2 separate regions of the Mus musculus genome follow, and region 1 is linked to region 2. Evidence: chromatin contacts called from public HiChIP or PLAC-seq data. All regions are on one chromosome and are shown on one strand. The core of a region is the stretch at or near the end of the contact, and the rest is flanking DNA. Distances in the headings are between cores, read along the strand shown. Region 1 has its middle 47 kb from the start of Gm38491. Region 2 holds the start of Armc2 (armadillo repeat containing 2).

Region 1 (2,939 bases), core at 259-2,758, 610 kb after region 2:
AACAGCAAGGGACAAACAGCTCTTTATTGCGGCAAGTACTACCCAGCATCCTTGCCTAGCTCCACAGCCTGTCCTGAGTCTGTCCTTTGCCCTCTCACCAGCCTGCCTCGGCTCTACCTACCCTAGGCTTTGCTTGGTTTCTCTACATGTCTCTTCTTGGGGTCTCTGCACCCTGGGATGGCTTCAGGAAAGTGTCTCTTGGGAAAGCAGGGCAGTGGAGTTAGGGTGGAAATTGACAGACAAGAGTTGGGGATGCGCTTCGAGGAGTAGCTGGGGAAGTTTCGTAGGAATGGGGAAATGGGCTGGTAAGATTAGATTGCTCAGTGGGTAGGGATGCCTGACAACTGGAGTTCCAGTCCCTAGGACCTTCGTGGTGGAAGGAGAGAACTGACTCCCCGGTGTGCAGGAACCCTTCTAAGCCCTTAGAGCTGAGCTTACCTAGGGCAATAAAGAACAGGAGCCTGCAGGGAAGCTCAATGGGTAGATGCACTTGCTGCCAGGCCTGACAACCCAGAGTTTGATCCCTAGGTCTGATTGGTGGGAGGAGAGAGCCGACTCCTGCAAGTTGTCCTCTGACCTACACATACACTCTTACAAGTGCGCGCGCACACACACACACACACACACACACACACACACAAACTGATACATATGTGTAACAAAAACATTTTTCTTAATTAGAAGAGACAGACAGAAAAACAGACAGAAAAACAGACAGACAGACAGACAGTCCCAGAAACTGGGAGGACATGATCTGCTGGAGTGAAGAGATTTTCCTTGGGAACCTGGCTCAAGTTGCTTCTCTGGGCTTCAGAATTTGTGAAATACTTTATTCCTTGAAGTTCAGGTGCTTAGAGAGCAGCACACCTAGAGAGGAGGAACTCCTAGGAGATAGCCCAGGCAGCTGCTAGGGTGGGCAGATAGGGGCTCTTCAGAACCTGGATGTGTGTGTGGGGTGTTGTGTGTGTGTGTGTGTTGGGGGGGACTAGAAGCCAAGGGCTAAAGGTTCAGTGCCGTCCAGGGAGGCATTGGTGGCCTACCAAGGCCAGGTCAAATCCCTCTGCAATATTACAGGACAATCTGACCTCACTTCTAGCCTGACTTCAAGTACCCACTGCAGGGGAGAAGGCTGGAGTGGCCAGCAGTGGGGAAGGCCAGGAGGGATGCTTTCAGAGAGTGGGGGAGGGGAAGAGCTGCGGGCTCTCTTTGGATTGCCCAAGTGTCAGAACAAGCCCCTCATGCGGGTTTTTTTTTTCCCTCTAGTGACCCCATTCTGCCCCATGGATGTCACTTTTTCTTCTTGTTCCTTTCTTTCTTCGAGCTGCTGGGGAGAAGAGAGTCTAGGGAGGTGGGTAGGAGCATTTTTTTTTTTTCACACGAGCCCTCAGAATTACAGTTCACAAACTATTCAGTAAACTGACCGGCCTCAACCTCCCCTTCAGCGGCCTAATCTAAGGGGTGGATCTACGTGTTTTGTTGCCTGTCAGGAACAATCGCAGCGCGGCCCATTACATTTACAGCACGTCGCCCTTTAATTGGTGTAACACGCCGAGGCCTGAAAGAGAAGGGGCCTACAAAGGCAGCGTGAATGAGCCCCGACTCACACAAAAACACTCTGCAGAAGTTCAGAGCTGGCCACTAACAAGGAGGTAGGGAGTTAGTTTGAAAAGAGGGTGAAGTTCAGAAATGTGTACCTTGAGAAGCGTCCCATCAAAGCAATGGTCGCATTGACAAGCTGCAAAGAAAAAAGTTAAACCATCAGTGCGGACCTGCCTTGCTGGGTTTCTTCTTGCACTTGAGGAGGGCCCAGGAGAGGGGCCCTCTTCCTCCTGCGCCCCCCCCCCCCAGGCTCGCTGCTTCTCTCCTCCAGAGAGTTGGATTTTTTGATGTTGTTGTTGTTTTTGTTTTTTGTTTTTTAAAAAGCTGGAATGATAAACATACCTTCCACCCCTCGACTGAGATATTTTATTTTAAAAAATACCTGAATTTTCATTTTAGCAGATCCCACGAGGCTATGGGAACAGCGGGTTGTTCTCGCACCCCTGTTTGTGCTCCTTTCTCGTTTTTTTTTTTCTGGGGCGACATCCTCCGTTGTGGGGCTCAGGGAGGGCGAGGGGGAAGGTGTTTGCTAATGCTCTGTGGGAAATGCTTTGCCCGTGGGTGGACTCCCGCAATGGCAGAGGGCGTTTGCGCGCGCCCTTTAGAAGCGTTTGGCTCGGTCCGATGCGGCCTGGAGATATTTTGTTGCTGTCCAGGGGAAGGAGGACGCCGCTTTCCCTCCTTCTCTCTGCCTTACCCAGAGAAGACCCCTGAGTGTGGAAGAGCGCGTTCCCACTGTGCAAAAATGTGGCATGCTTAGAACAAACTGTCGGTGCGTGCAAAGGCCAGGGGTGAGGGTTAGGGTGGCTAGGTGGTACCTCAGTTGTGTCCTCCCTCCCGTGCCCCTATCTCTGAGATGACCTGGCTCCTCAAAATACCTTCTGGGTTCCACAGGCCTGAAATCACCCAAAAGTGGTGGTGCCGCGGTGGGTCTCCCTAGCCACCCTCTCCTGCTCCCTGATCCTGGTTTAAGACTGTGGGGGCTCAGTCCCTCGCCTGCTCTGGCGGGACACCTCGGCGCCCCGCTCCTCTGGGGAGCTCCCTAGCGCCCCGAGTCCCCCCCCACCCCGCCTCCGCGCCGCCCCACACTCTTCGCCTTTGTCTTGCAACCGGACCCCCGCCCCTCCGGCCGCTCCTGTGAACTGCCTGCCCCGTGCGAAGGCGGGGGTACTTTTCAATGCAGCGCCGCAGCTCCCTCCAGATTTGTAATCCGCCAAAAAGCCGCTGATTGCTGCAATCGTTACTTTTCATTAAAAAAACTTAGAAGCAATTTGGGAGAGCCCTTCTCAATGAATACATTTACCCCCGAACGGTCTTTATTCTCCGACTCCACTTGATGA
Region 2 (3,074 bases), core at 116-2,615:
AAAGACAACATTGCCCATCAACATTGCCGACATAGGGTTTGCTGGTGCACCCTCTTTCCCCAGCAAATCAAACACTCAGGGCTCTTTCCATGACTGAATTACTTTGGCATTAAATGAGCATCCAAACAGGTGCAAGAAAAGTGCTTAGATGTCAGAGCAAGTGTTAAGTCCCCCGAGGATCTGCAGCTCTGTGACCTTGAAGGGCATTAGACATCTCTATACCCGAGTTCTCTTCTGTTAAAAAAGCATGGATAATGACCAACTCTCAGGGCAGCTTTCAGCATTGCATGAAATGTCCAAATGCTTTAGCACGATGCTAGCTAGCTCTTACAATACTAAGAAGTACTGTCCAAGTGCTGGCTGGTCAAGAAAGATCTTCCTAGAATGAAAATACTCACCAACAAGAGAAGTCACAAAAGAGACTATCTGTCCAATGTTTTCATGCATATCATAAATTTAAATTTTCAACTAGAGAATACCATCCTTGATTTAAAAACAAAATAAAAACAAACAAACAAAAAAACCCAGCGTTTTTATCTGAATGTCAGTTATCCCAAATCTATGCAAACTGCTAGTCAAAACCTTAGGGATTTACAAAAATGGGATACATATAGTGTGACTTATTTTCTACCAAACGAAAAGAATATGATGTCGGGATGGAAGAACCTGCGGTAATACTTGTGGCATGGGTTGTAAGGGGCATTCTGTATACATACGGTGTAATTAATATTGTTCCACATACACTTTATTGAGGAGTCATTTGTTACCTAGGAAAATCCTAGTTTGTTCTTGTGGCCTGCCTCCACAGAGTCCCTTAGTCTATCACTCTCTCATTCAACCAGTGTTACTGGTTACTCCTGTTAAATACCAGGCAACTGACTAAATGCTCACAGTTACAGAAGCTGACTCCTGTGCAGACCCCGAGAGTATGCAGCAGCACCCCTCGACCCTATCTGGGAACAGAAGAGAGACTGCAGGAGGGGTCCCTGGTGAACCTGCAGGGGACTCCTCACCTCCCGCACGCACAGCTGCTCTCCCACTCCCGGAAAAGCCCGCTCCTTCACCGGTCCAGGTTAGGGCCGAGCGCCTCAGCATCCTCACCTCGCCCTCCCGCCCTCCCGCGCACCGCCTTTGCCCTGCTGGCTAGCATCTCCATGGTAACCGTACACAAACCACCTTTCGCTGCAGGCCGAGCGGTCAGCCTACAGATCCAGGACGCCGCAGAGCGAAGCGGGATGCGCTGGAGTAGGTGCTGGTTGGGGAATCCGGGCTCGACTCAAAACACCTGTGACAAGCGCTAGACACTTAGACCCCGGCGGAGTGTGACGGCCTTCCCGCTCTCGCAGGGCAGCAGGGACCAGGAGGAGGGGCGGGGCGGGGCGGGGCGGGGCGGGGCGGCCCTGCTCCACTCTCCGCCACTGAGCCTGCGCCAATCCCTCTAGCCACGCACGCGTAGCAGCGTCGAGGCGTGGCGAGGGCCCGTGCGGGAGCGCGGGCAGGAGCATACCCACAGGGGAAAGGCAAGAATGGGTGGAGGGGAGTCTTCTTTTACATTAGCAATATGTTCAACCATGTTTGTTTCTCCCCGTAGGATCTCCAAGACTGTTAAACAACTGGCAGAGGAACAATGTAGTGTTTTGGGAAAGAGTCGGTTATTGATTATAGACGTCAACGTCCACCTGGAACGGTTCCTTAGCATCTCATCTCTTATGCTTCAGGCAGAGAGTGCTATCCCTGTGTGTGAATAGCTGAATCGTGGGCCGTAGCAAAATAAATGTGAAGAGCTGTGAATGTAGCAGTGAATGTTAACCTGTTGGATATCATTAACTCCTTGCATTTGGGCAGCACTCAACCGTTTGTAGAGCGAGCTCACAACAGAGCAACTAGGGACCCAAGGTGAGATCAGGAAGGAGCGATTTAAGTCTTGGGTTGCTATGGCTAGTCGCTGTGTGTTCTTACTGAATCACTACAACCCAACAGGGGAAGAAAAAAAAAAGAGTCCTGTGTATATGTTTCTAATTCAAACTCTGTTTGCGTCTACACTGGATCATTGGGTAACACTTGTGAAATACAAGCGAGGCATAAGCTCTAAATTTACACTACGGTATATAAACATAGGGATTATCAGCAAGTGTTGTCAACACTGGGAAAATGCCGTATTCCATGGTGCCAAGGGTCTTGTAAAGAATAACTAAATTGTATCTATTTTGCACAGTTAATACCTTTGATGAGAAATGACACCTGGAACACTGAGTAAAGGTTTTCCAAGTGCTTAACAAGATTTCCCACATCACAGACAAAGAAAACTCAATCATTGATGAAGTTTAGGATCCCAAACTAAATATTATTTTTCACTGGGAACAGGATCTATCCTATGAAGTCCCATTTGTGTGTCACCAGACTCAACTGTGCAAAAGGACATTGCCTGTTGTATAGAAAGCATAACTAGCATTTTGATCTCATAGTTTGTGAGATATGATAAAATACAAGTCCATTTGGGTCTCTTGGTGGCTGTTTATAAATACAGGTGTCTATCTGACCCTTCATGGAGAGTCAGACTTCTCCAAATGTTTTGTTATTAAATGACTGGTAATCTGATATTAACTCAACCTCAACATCTTTCTGAATGATGGTGGGTGAAAAATGAGTATATCGATAGCCAATAGAAATTCAGCTTTACATCTTCTTCTCACCCCAGATTTGCGGTCCACAGTGAGCCTTCCCAAACGTTGCAGTAGCTGGCTTCTAAGTCTAAAAGTCTCATCTCCACTGAAACATGAGCTTACAAACCTGTAAAACAGACATGGCTTGGACCTATAATCCCAGCATGTGAGAAACTTAGACAGGAGGATTACCTTAAGTTCCAAACTAGCCTGAGCTGCACAGTGAGACCCTGTCTCAGAAGACAAAACAAGACATCAAAACCAAATCTGTTTGTTTGTTTGTTTTTTTACCAACAATTGTTATCTATGGTCTTGTGTCTAAAATGTTCATCTAAACTAGACCTTGTAAGCAAACCATTGAAATATGAAGCCAGTCAACCCAGCAGGCCAGATGTCAGCCAAGCAGGCTAG

The links. HiChIP or PLAC-seq counts read pairs in DNA pulled down with a chosen protein or histone mark.
Region 1: a contact with region 2 is called in an H3K4me3 HiChIP or PLAC-seq map of embryonic forebrain, with 2.1 times the contacts expected there. The contact joins the enhancer-like site here to the promoter of Armc2 in region 2. A contact is called at or near these places in 5 of 39 promoter capture datasets (embryonic stem cells, hippocampal neurons, liver and 1 more), 3 of 484 Hi-C or Micro-C datasets (the G1E-ER4 cell line, bone marrow-derived macrophages and pre-B cells), 9 of 115 datasets of contacts at active chromatin or transcription factors (astrocytes, embryonic forebrain, embryonic hindbrain and 4 more) and 2 of 9 other capture datasets (embryonic stem cells and liver).

The regions. Positions count from the first base shown.
Region 1 is chr10:42,629,618-42,632,556 of GRCm38.p6, forward strand. No RefSeq gene overlaps it. Among named protein-coding and RNA genes, the nearest start is that of Gm38491, 47 kb to the left of the region's middle. Within about 2 kb of position 1,509, at least 17 of the 459 cell types and tissues checked have an H3K27ac peak or open chromatin away from gene starts, as enhancers often do. A contact at or near this core is called in embryonic forebrain, where this site is marked.
Region 2 is chr10:42,017,017-42,020,090 of GRCm38.p6, forward strand. Armc2 (armadillo repeat containing 2) reads right to left here and starts at 1,366. Exons shown (of 18, transcript NM_001034858.3): 1 at 1,177-1,366. It overlaps 1700016J18Rik (a long non-coding RNA gene), which reads left to right and starts at 1,138. Exons shown (of 3, transcript XR_871596.3): 1 at 1,138-1,245; 2 at 1,592-1,896.